Linked DNA regions of Mus musculus: all the other regions are linked to region 2. Evidence: chromatin contacts called from public ChIA-PET and HiChIP or PLAC-seq data. All regions are on one chromosome and are shown on one strand. Each heading gives the region's core, a stretch centred on a gene start, on an enhancer-like site or on the middle of the called end of the contact. The rest is flanking DNA. Distances are from core to core; before and after follow the strand shown.

Region 1 (3,283 bases), core at 244-2,743, 190 kb after region 2:
AGCAAGCAAGCAAGCAAGCAAGCAAGCAAGCAGACTTGATGATTTTGTTAAATCTTAACTGCTTAAGCTTCAGCGCTACTTTCTTTCTCCACGTTATTCATGCTGTTTTCCAGATGGAGGGGGACAGTGTGAATGATTGCTCACAGCCATATGTGTGAGTGAGCACATGTGTTTACATGCATGCTGCTCAGCAGTAAACACAGGAATGATGGGACAAAAGGACCCAGGGGACAGTCCCAAGCTTACGCTGCCTGAAATCCCACATTAAATCACTCTCAGGGTAATGCTGTGGGTGCCTAAGCCTGGATTCCTTTACATCTTTAAGGAGCTGTGTAGAGATGAGGGGCATGGGAGAGGAAAGTGCTCAGAAACCCAGGGACCCCTGGTCGTCACGCCACATGAACACATGTTGAACAGCAGCCTGGTGCTGTCGTTCATTTGTCAAACACCTTCCCCCTCTTTTGTGTGCCCTAGCCCCTATCTAGGTCTTGTTCAAGTGATGCCTCCTCCCTAGGCTGACTCCTGTGCTGTCCTGGTCAGTTAAACAAGACTTCTGGGATGGTTGAACAGAGGAGAGCCCTCTGAGCTCTCTGCAGTCTATCTTGGTGCAGAGGGAAACCTGGCAGCTCTTGCCTCGGGTCTGGGGAACTCTGGAGTACCATCTTGCACATTTGTGTTGTCTACATGGGGCATCCTTATTTGCCCAACTCTATTGGGCATTCTCCGAGGAATGGACTACAATATACATTTCTTTTGTGTATTTTATAAAAATAGCATACCATAGGCATTCATAAAATGCTTTCAGCTCTGTAGCTCTTCTTTGTGCAACACATGGCCAGGCTATGTTACAATATGTCTGTATTTCTAGAACACTATATCCCTGTAAAGAAATTAGGTAATCCTGTAGCTTAACTGGGAGATAACCACAGTATGTTGTTGTTCTTACAGGTTTTAAGAGAGGGATGTAGTAAGAGCCCACTTTAGTGATAACTCAATATCTTATGTATTGGTATTTTTGTGTTCAACAGCAGCATCCAGGAAATGTGTCAAAGAGTATATATTAGTCTATTATTATGGGTGATAGGAATGGTTATCAAGGTTTTCTTTACCTGACTTTGTATTGTTGTAGTAAAAAATTACTTAAGATATAACCTAGCAAACACAAGACAAAGAGACAATGCATAAGGGTTTGATGCCCCCTTGTCATTTTTTTCTGGTTTTGAAACTGCATGATTGAAAAAAAAAAGGTATCTTCTAAGTTTTGAGTTGGGAACTAAATATAGAGAAAGGTACTACACATTTGCTGCTGTTCTTCATTTAGCTCATAGCACAAGGAGATCCTCCTCTGTTAGTGAGACCTGGACTGAGCAAGCAGTACTCAAACCGGAAGCACCAGGCTGTGATCTTGTGGTCGTGCTGCGGATGAGTAACAGGTCCTGCAGATGTGGGATGTGCTACCTTCAGAGGCCCTGCAACTTCCGGTCTCTGTCAAGGGAGCATCGCACAGCTAGCAACTGGCTTTCCCCAGCAAAGAGGATCACAGCTCTACTACACTCCTCCAGCAACCTCCTGCTGGTGCCTGGGCTGGCTGCTGCAGAGAGCCCTGCACTCTGCCCAGTCAGTGAGAGTCTTTAGGCAGCTCCAATGGAGTGGGCTGCTCAGACCAATCTAAAGGTGTGGAGAGCACATGTACCCTTTAGATTGCAGACTGGTCACAGAGACCCTGTTTCCTTGCATAGTTGAGGAATACCCATCCCTGAGAGCTCTCTCCTAAACTGGTACTGTCATCTTCTCCCTTGTGTCACATTTCTCTTAGCTTTTACACAATCTACTACGAGGCTTATTATTTGGAAAAAAAAACAACTCTTTTTTTTAAATTAATAAGCATTCTATTAATTTTTATTAGGTATTTTCTTTATTTACATTTCAAATGTTATTCCCTTTCCTAGTTTCCCCTCTGAAAACTCCCTATCCCTTGCCCTCCTCCCCCTGCTCCCCAACACACCCACTCTTGCTTCCTGGCCCTGACAGTCTCCTATACTGGGGCATAGAACGTTCACAGGACCAAGGGCCCCTCCTCCCATTGATGACTGACTAGGCCATCCTCTGCTACATGTGTAGCTAGGGCCATGAGTCCCACCGTGTGTTTTCTTTGGTTGGTGCTCTGGGGGTACTGGTTAGTTCATATTGTTGTTCCTCCTAGGGGGCTGCAAACCCCTTCAGCTCCTTGGGTTCTTTCTCTAGCTCCTTCATTGGGGACCCTGTGCTCCATCCAATGGATGGCTGTGAGCATCCACTTCTGTATTTTTCAGGCACTGGCAGAGCCTCTCAGGAGACAGCTATATCTAAGACAGGGTCTCGTGTAGCTCAGGCTGGACTTTAACTTATCTATTAGCTGAGGATAACTTTGAACTCCCAATCCTTTGCCTTTACTTTCCAAGTGCTGAGATTATAGGTATGTGCTACACCATGCCTGGCTCTACAGTTCTTCTTTTTCTTTTTCTTTTTTTTCTTCTTTTCTTTTTCATGAAACACTTTGTTTTTATGTGCATGCACCTGCTTACATGTATGTGCACAATGTTCATACAGTGTCCATGGATGCCAGAGAAGGGTGTTGGTTCCCTTGGAGCTGGAGGTATAGACAACTGTGAACTGTGTGATGAAGGAGCTGAGAATCAAATGTGGGTCCTCTATAAGATCTGCAGTTCTCACTGAGGTGCCTCTCCAGCCCCCCAAACTCAACTCTCAAGTCACCCTCCCCCTGCAAAAACAGATTACAGCTTGCCAATTCTACAGAAGAGAGTCCAAATGTAATAGGCAGCTTTATCCTCAGCTTCTGTGATCTTACCCCACTGACTTCTTTCCCTCCATCCATTCACCCATGTTCACCATGGAGAAAACTGTTCCTTCTACTCACACCCTTCAAAGCGTGAAGGTGCTTGCTCTCTTTCCACTGACACCCCATCTTTTTAAACCCTCACCAACCTCCAGTCCTTAATTCAAAGGCTGCATCTTCCAGAGGGCCAGACACAGTTTCTCTCTCATTCATGTTACATATGCTGTGTGCTTCCTGTTACGTGTTAGAGCTCTCAAGGGAAGGATGGCAAGTTTCATATGCTTAGTAAATCACTGTGGACCAGGACTGAGTGTGGTTGTCAGAATGCACTTGAGTCATGTTTTGAAAACATCCCTTATCAGTACCTGGGTGGATTGTAGTTAGAGAAATAAAGTAAATATGAACGGGGCCACTGTCTTTGAAAGGAAGTCAGATAGGCCTATCTGC
Region 2 (3,318 bases), core at 510-3,009:
TGCTCTGCTCTTACTAGTCTCTTGACTCTGCTATCACAGTGTGAGAATGGTCTTTCCCAAAGTGTGTCTGTGGGTGTGCGGGCAGGTTGGTGGGAACAAGAAGCTGAGAGGTCATCTTCAGCCGCAGACATACGGCAGAGAGAGCAAACTGAAAGTAGACTGAGGCGAGGAACTCTAATCTTGTCTCCAGCGATGTACTTCCTCTTTCTGCAAGGCTGCACAACCTCCCCAAATAAGGAGCCTAAGGGAGCCGTCTCGGACTCATTTTAATACTCTCCTTCCTGTCCTGAACCATATTAGTATTCTTTCAGGAACAAACATACAGACAAGTAGGCTGTGGTGAGAAAAATCTTTTTTGTTTTGTTTTTGTTTTTTGAGACAGGGTTTCTCTGTGTAGCCCTGTGGAACTCACTTTGTAGAACAGGCTGGCCTTGAACTCAGAAATCCGCCTGCCTCTGCCTCCTGAGTGCTGGGATTAAAGGCGTGCGCCACCACGCCCAGCATGAAAAAATCTTATTTTTATAAAAGAGGATTCACAAGACAATTCTGGGTGATCTTTTAGTGATGTTTATCATTACTCTGGAACTCCAGGAAGTATTTAGCTTCTACAATTACCACAAATGCAGCAAATGCTCCTTTGAATCTGTTATAGAAATGATAAGCCTTCCCAGTGAGAAAGCATCCTGCACATTTGGAGGATAATAAAGGAAAAAGGTCTGGCACAGCTGGCTCTGGCTAATGCTCGGTAGGGCCAGCCTTGAATACATTTTGATAACTTAGAGACACCTTAGGCTTATTTTCTCCAAATATGAGGTTATCCTCAAATTTGTAATTTAGGTCCCAACCCTGGGTTACATTTAGTACAACTTAAACAGAGACAGAAGGCTGAAAATCTGGTCAATAGGTCACTCCTATTTGCCTGGTCATTTAGGCATCAGTTATTGCCAGAATTATTTTAAGTGCACCAGTGTTGTACTTTTTCAAATAGTTGTTACCTGGGGTCATCTTACCCATTTGGCAGAATTATGTTTCTCTCAAGAAAAGAACTGGGCTTTATTGTAGATCAGGACTTAACATTGCTTGTGACCCTATACTATTCCCTTGAGCTGCCTGTTAAGAGAAGTATTCTACCGTATCTAATGGCTGGTCAATACTGGTGAACCAACATTAACATCTTAGGCATCATAAACTTTATTTCTAACAGGCCTGGCTAGCATACTGTTTATTTTTTGGGTGTCTTGGAGGCAGTGTTCCTTTGGCTAAATTCTATTTTGTGTAATTTAATCTCTCTCTCTCTCTACTTTTTATTTTTGTTTTTTTCGAGACAGGGTTTCTCTGTGTAGCCTTGGCTGTTCTGGAACTCACTCTGTAGACCAGGCTGGCCTCGAACTCAGAATCTGCCTGCCGCTGCCTCCCAAGTGCTGGGATTAAAGGGGTGCGCCACCACTGCCAGGCTCCTTTGGTTTTATTAAAGACAGGCTTTGTCTGTACAGCCCTGGCTTCGGGAACTCTCTTTGTAGACCAGGCTGGCCTCGAACTGCCTCTTCTCTTCCGAGTGCTTGAATTAACGGCACGTTACCCACCACTGGCCGGACAGGCTACAGCCCTCTTGGGAAGTAGCCATCCTCTTCCGCGTTTAGTCTTCCCCGCGGTTTCGCTGGCTTTTTAAGGAAGCCGCCGGGAGCCCGCCCTGGCCCCGCCCACTCCCATAATGCCCCTCGCAGTCTCATATAGGTGGCAGTTGAAGTACGTGCTACAGTGCGGCGCGCGCTCCCGGGTGCGCACGCTCAGAGAGCGGCCTCTGTTTCTGGCGGCGGCGAGCGGAAGTCCTTGGGAGCGCCAGTTCCGTCTGTGTGTTCGAGTGGACAAAATGGCGAAGATCGCCAAGACTCACGAAGGTAAGCGGCCTTTCCCTTCCCACGCGCGACCTCGGCAGCCAGCCAGCCGCGGCCCTCTCTCCTGGCTTTCTGCGTCTTCGCGTGGCATCTCTGGTCTCGACCGAGGCCGCGCGGCGAGGCCTGCTCGGCTCGTCGGCGCAGGCCGCTGCCCGCGTAATGGCGTCCTCTCGCACTCCGGGACCGGCGCTTTGTTCCGCGCTGGCTGTTGGTGCTTCCGAGTTCTCTTGTTCTGACCGGAGAGCCTCGCTCGAGCGGCTTGCCCCGGGGGACTCCCGGGGAGGGAGCGGGGAGGCGGACGTGGGAGGCCGACTTTCTCGCCCCCCGGGCGCTATCGTCGGCAGTTCGTACCTGGAAAGCCCTGAATGACGGCAGCCGCTTTCGGGCCGCTCCTAACGGAGGCCGCTTCAGCGCAGGCCTGCCAATCCCAGCCTTCGCGATACAGGCATCTCCAAGGCGGCTGGATCGTGTTGTGGTGCTTGCACTAAATGATTCCGGCAGAAAATCTGGTAGTTTACTCCTTTAATCACTTGTGTCCTGGTGTTCTATCTTTTTCCCTTTGAGAGCTAGGTGTTGGAGAATCAGGAGGAAGAGAGAAGGAAAGGCAGATTTGACCAGTTGCCAAAGTTTTCTGGGTAGTCGCTTATTTTATGCTGCACAAGAGTAAACAGAGCTAGAAACATGTTGAGAAGCAACCAGATTCCATAAGGAAAGTAACCAGAGAAGACGGGAAGGAATTTGAGTCTGAGAGACAGAATCCCTGTTTCTTGGCTCCCGGTTAAGAAGCCAAAATTTACGCTGACACTAAGTCACTAAACCCGTCCTTTCTAAGTGTGTGTCTCGGTGTTAGAGAGAGGTAACAAGCTAAGGATGTCAGAAATTTGACAGTTTGATGTGGAAGCAGATGTGTGAATATTCTCTTAGAAAATCAAAGGAATGTGTACAGAGAAGTAAAGCCAGTACTTTCTGAGAAGCTGGGTAACGGAGCCATTAATTTATGCTTAGTTATTTTTGGGAGGTGGTGACGCGGCGCTGATAAAAAAGGATCAATCAGTTTTAAATTAGGGGAGGATGTCTGAGCCGGAGGGAACATCTTGTACCATGCAGTGAGTGTCGCTGTGGTAGGATAGAGGAGGGTGTAAGGAGGGAATTCCGATGCGAATCTAAAGAGATGGTTTAGGACCAATAGCTGGGACATTTGAGGAACTGAAAATACTAACACTTTTGAAAGCCAGAAATGTCCCTGCATTAACTAGTCTTTTGTCTTTAAACATGAAAGTACAACACATGTTTTTGTTTTCTTTTTTGAGATAGTCTTACTATGTAATTCCGGTTGCCCTGAAACTTCCTGAATAGAGGAGACTGGGTCCCACTTCAAAGAAACTCATCCTCCTGCCTCTGCTTCCCAAGTGCTGGGTAAAAG
Region 3 (3,065 bases), core at 96-2,595, 130 kb before region 2:
CTGGGCTGCACTGGGAGACTGTCTTAAACAAACACACACACACACACACACACACACACACACACACACACACACACACACCCAAGTCAGGCATGGCTGGCACACACTTTTTATCCCAACACTCAGAGGGAGAAGCAAGCGGATCTTTGAGTTTAAGGCCAGCCTGCTCTGCACATTGAGTTCCAGGACAGCCAGGGTTACCTAGTAACCTTGCCAAAAACCAAACAACAACAAAAAAACTATTTAAAAGAAAGTCCTCATTGACTTCTCAATAGCCAGGTTGTAAATGCATCCATGGAAAACCTTACGTTTGAGTCTGTCTCACTGTGTGGCTGGCTTAACTAATCCCCTCCATGGCTCAGCCTCCTGAGGAGCAAGAGCTACAGACAGCACAGGCAGAAGCAGCGCCATGCTTGAAACCCGTTGTTTTCCTTATAAGGACAGGGTCTCACTATTTAGCCCAGGCTGGGTTCAGACACAATCCTCTTGCTAGGATTCCAACAAGGGCTTTTTGTGGAGCAAAGGGTCACACCCAGGGTGTTGTCTGTGCCAGGTAAACACGGCTTTGAGATAGCCCCAGCCCTGAAAAGGCTTTAATATAGATTATTGCCAAGGGTTACAGCCTTTTTATCTCGTAGCATAAGAGAGCAACATAAGCTATAATGCATGGTACTGTAAAACACAATTTACAAAAGCCGGGCGTGGTGGCGCACGCCTTTAATCCCAGCACTTGGGAGGCAGAGGCAGGCGGATTTCTGAGTTCAAGACCAGCCTGGTCTACAAAGTGAATTCCAGGACAGCCAGGGCTACACAGAGAAACCCTGCCTCGAAACTGCCCCCCCCCCAAAAAAAAAGAAAAAAAAAACCCCACAACTTACATGCTATTCAATGAAACTTCCTAACTTTTGAGACAAAAATGACTGATGTGATAGATCAAAACTTTCAATCAGCGAGAGTTTCAAAAAAGAAAGGAGGGAGAGAAGGAAGGAAAGGAGAGAGGGAGAGGGAGAGGAAGAGAGGGAGGGGAGGAGGGAGGGAAGGAGGGAGGGTGAAAGTAGTAAGTCGGAGCCAGTGATAAGGTAGGTAAGGCACGAGGCCCCTTGGCCTGGGTTCACTTCCCAGGACCCACATGGTGGAAGGAGAGAATCAACTCTGCATGTTAGCCTCTGACCTTCACGCGTGCCCACAGCATGTGTATGCCCTTTCTCCACATACAATAAACAAATCCATATTCTTCTTGGAGTTTTTATGATTTATTTTTTAATTATGTGCACATGGTGGGTGAGTGGCATATGTGTACAGGCCCCCAAAGAGTCCAGAAGAGGGCGCCAGAGCCCTGAAGCTGGGGTTGTGGGAAGCCGTGAGCCACATAACGTGGTTCTGGGAATCTTCCTCTGGAAGACAGCAAGTATTCTCAACATCCCTGACCCACTTCTCTAGCCCCTTCCTTCTTGGTTTTTAATAACTCAATGCCAGGCATGGCGGTGCACATCTTTAATCCCAGCACTCGGGAGGCCATGAACTTGAACACCTGCCTTTGTTCTCAAACACTGGGATAACGGGCGCTCACTGTTATACCTGACCCCTACGTTACCCTTTTGAAGCCACAAATGTCATATTCTGTTTCTCCCCCATAAGTCAATGCTGTAGTCTCAAGACTGCTACCATTGGCATAGCTGTTACCTGAAACTTATTTTCAGATTTGCTTCTGAAATCATAAATCGTTTTTAAGATGCCTGCTTGGCTCACTCACCTATCCTGGTGGATGTTCCCGATCAGGGGAAAGCTCCTGTCCTGGGAAATCACTCACAGGACACAGTGCTCCCACACTGAATCTACAATGGCGTTATTCACTTACTCACTCATTGGATCTGGATTATGACAGATGATTTCTTCTGGGCAGTGAGCTAAGGTTTCATCTTCATATTAAATCACTCAAGGCATAAACAGGCCAAGGCCAAGCGATGAGCGGCATCCATGCCAACTGTGACTCACGGAGGCTCATTTGGGTTCAACTTATGGAATCACCAAATTAGTGCTTGCCTGTGTAGGAGGTTCTGAGAAGAATGGCTACATTGTGAGGTTCCTGGCACACTTAGAAACTAGCCAGTGTGAGTTAAAGGCAGATGGGACTACAGCCAGGCCTATTTTTAATTTAGAATTGTAAGCAAAGAAAGGGGCTGTTTATGATCAGCCAAAATCACAGTCTGATTCAGATAGGGCCTGGAAGTCCTGGATACCCCAGCACAATTCACTCTGCCGGACAGACCACTGCCAAACTCTAACCTCCTCCTGACTCAGTGACTGAATGTTACAATTTGGCCTCAAGAAACATGTAGGATTCACATTCAGCCGGTGGTTCGGGGAGACGTACCTTCCACCTTAGACCATGGCCAAGCTCATCCGTAACTTCGCAGAGACGGCACCATCGATGGTGGCTGCTGCCGTGACTTACTCGAAGCCTCGATTGGCCACATTTTGGCACTACGCCAAGGTTGAGCTGGTTCCCTCAACCCCTGGTGAAATCCCTACAGCTATTCAGAGCGTGAAAAAAATCATTCAAAGTGCTAAAACTGGTAGCTTCAAACACCTTACAGTGAAGGAAGCTGTGCTGAATGGTTTGGTGGCCACTGAGGTGTGGATGTGGTTTTATATCGGAGAGATCATAGGCAAACGTGGCATTGTTGGCTATGAGGTTTGAAGACCAATCTTTAACTTCCGATTTGAGTTCTTATTTGAATGTTCTTGGACCATGTGTAACGGGACTGCTATCTGAATAAAATACTAGGTGTTGAAAAAAGAAACATGTAGGATTCAAAAGAGGATCATATTGTTTTCTGCTGGGATTGATTGCAGCATCTTGCAAAAATGCAACTTACCTGGAGCTATTTAAAATCTGAGATCACTTCTGCTTCACCTTTGTGCAATGGAGAGAGGGGTCTGGGCACTGCTTTCTCTCGCGGTCCTGTCCATGCCTCCCAGGGACCTGCAGATTCAGCTCTGTTGCCTGTGCAGGACAACCTGGTCTACACGGTGAGTTTCAGGCCAGCCAGGGCTACACTATG

What was found. ChIA-PET counts read pairs in DNA pulled down with a chosen protein or histone mark. HiChIP or PLAC-seq counts read pairs in DNA pulled down with a chosen protein or histone mark.
Region 1: a contact with region 2 is called in an RNA polymerase II ChIA-PET map of effector CD8 T cells, with 93 read pairs. The contact joins the enhancer-like site here to the promoter of Sf3b1 in region 2. A contact is called at or near these places in 1 of 39 promoter capture datasets (the C10 cell line), 3 of 484 Hi-C or Micro-C datasets (the G1E-ER4 cell line and embryonic stem cells), 5 of 115 datasets of contacts at active chromatin or transcription factors (the HPC-7 cell line, effector CD8 T cells, embryonic stem cells and 2 more) and 3 of 9 other capture datasets (adipose tissue, liver and pancreatic islet).
Region 3: a contact with region 2 is called in an H3K4me3 HiChIP or PLAC-seq map of embryonic stem cells, with 18 read pairs. The contact joins the enhancer-like site here to the promoter of Sf3b1 in region 2. A contact is called at or near these places in 2 of 39 promoter capture datasets (both in embryonic stem cells), 10 of 484 Hi-C or Micro-C datasets (the C2C12 cell line, the NIH/3T3 cell line, cortical glia and 5 more), 14 of 115 datasets of contacts at active chromatin or transcription factors (the HPC-7 cell line, the SCID.adh cell line, embryonic stem cells and 4 more) and 2 of 9 other capture datasets (adipose tissue and pancreatic islet).

The regions. Positions count from the first base shown.
Region 1 is chr1:54,840,156-54,843,438 of GRCm38.p6, reverse strand. The region is part of intron 1 of Ankrd44 (ankyrin repeat domain 44); the gene reads left to right. Among named protein-coding and RNA genes, the nearest start is that of Ankrd44, 85 kb to the left of the region's middle. Within about 2 kb of position 1,493, at least 94 of the 459 cell types and tissues checked have an H3K27ac peak or open chromatin away from gene starts, as enhancers often do. A contact at or near this core is called in the HPC-7 cell line, effector CD8 T cells, regulatory T cells and 1 more, where this site is marked.
Region 2 is chr1:55,025,919-55,029,236 of GRCm38.p6, reverse strand. It overlaps Sf3b1 (splicing factor 3b, subunit 1), which reads left to right and starts at 1,759. Exons shown (of 25, transcript NM_031179.2): 1 at 1,759-1,898. The coding sequence starts at 1,871.
Region 3 is chr1:55,160,376-55,163,440 of GRCm38.p6, reverse strand. It overlaps the pseudogene Gm6822. Among named protein-coding and RNA genes, the nearest start is that of Mob4, 31 kb to the right of the region's middle. Within about 2 kb of position 1,345, at least 88 of the 459 cell types and tissues checked have an H3K27ac peak or open chromatin away from gene starts, as enhancers often do. A contact at or near this core is called in the C2C12 cell line, cortical glia, embryonic stem cells and 2 more, where this site is marked.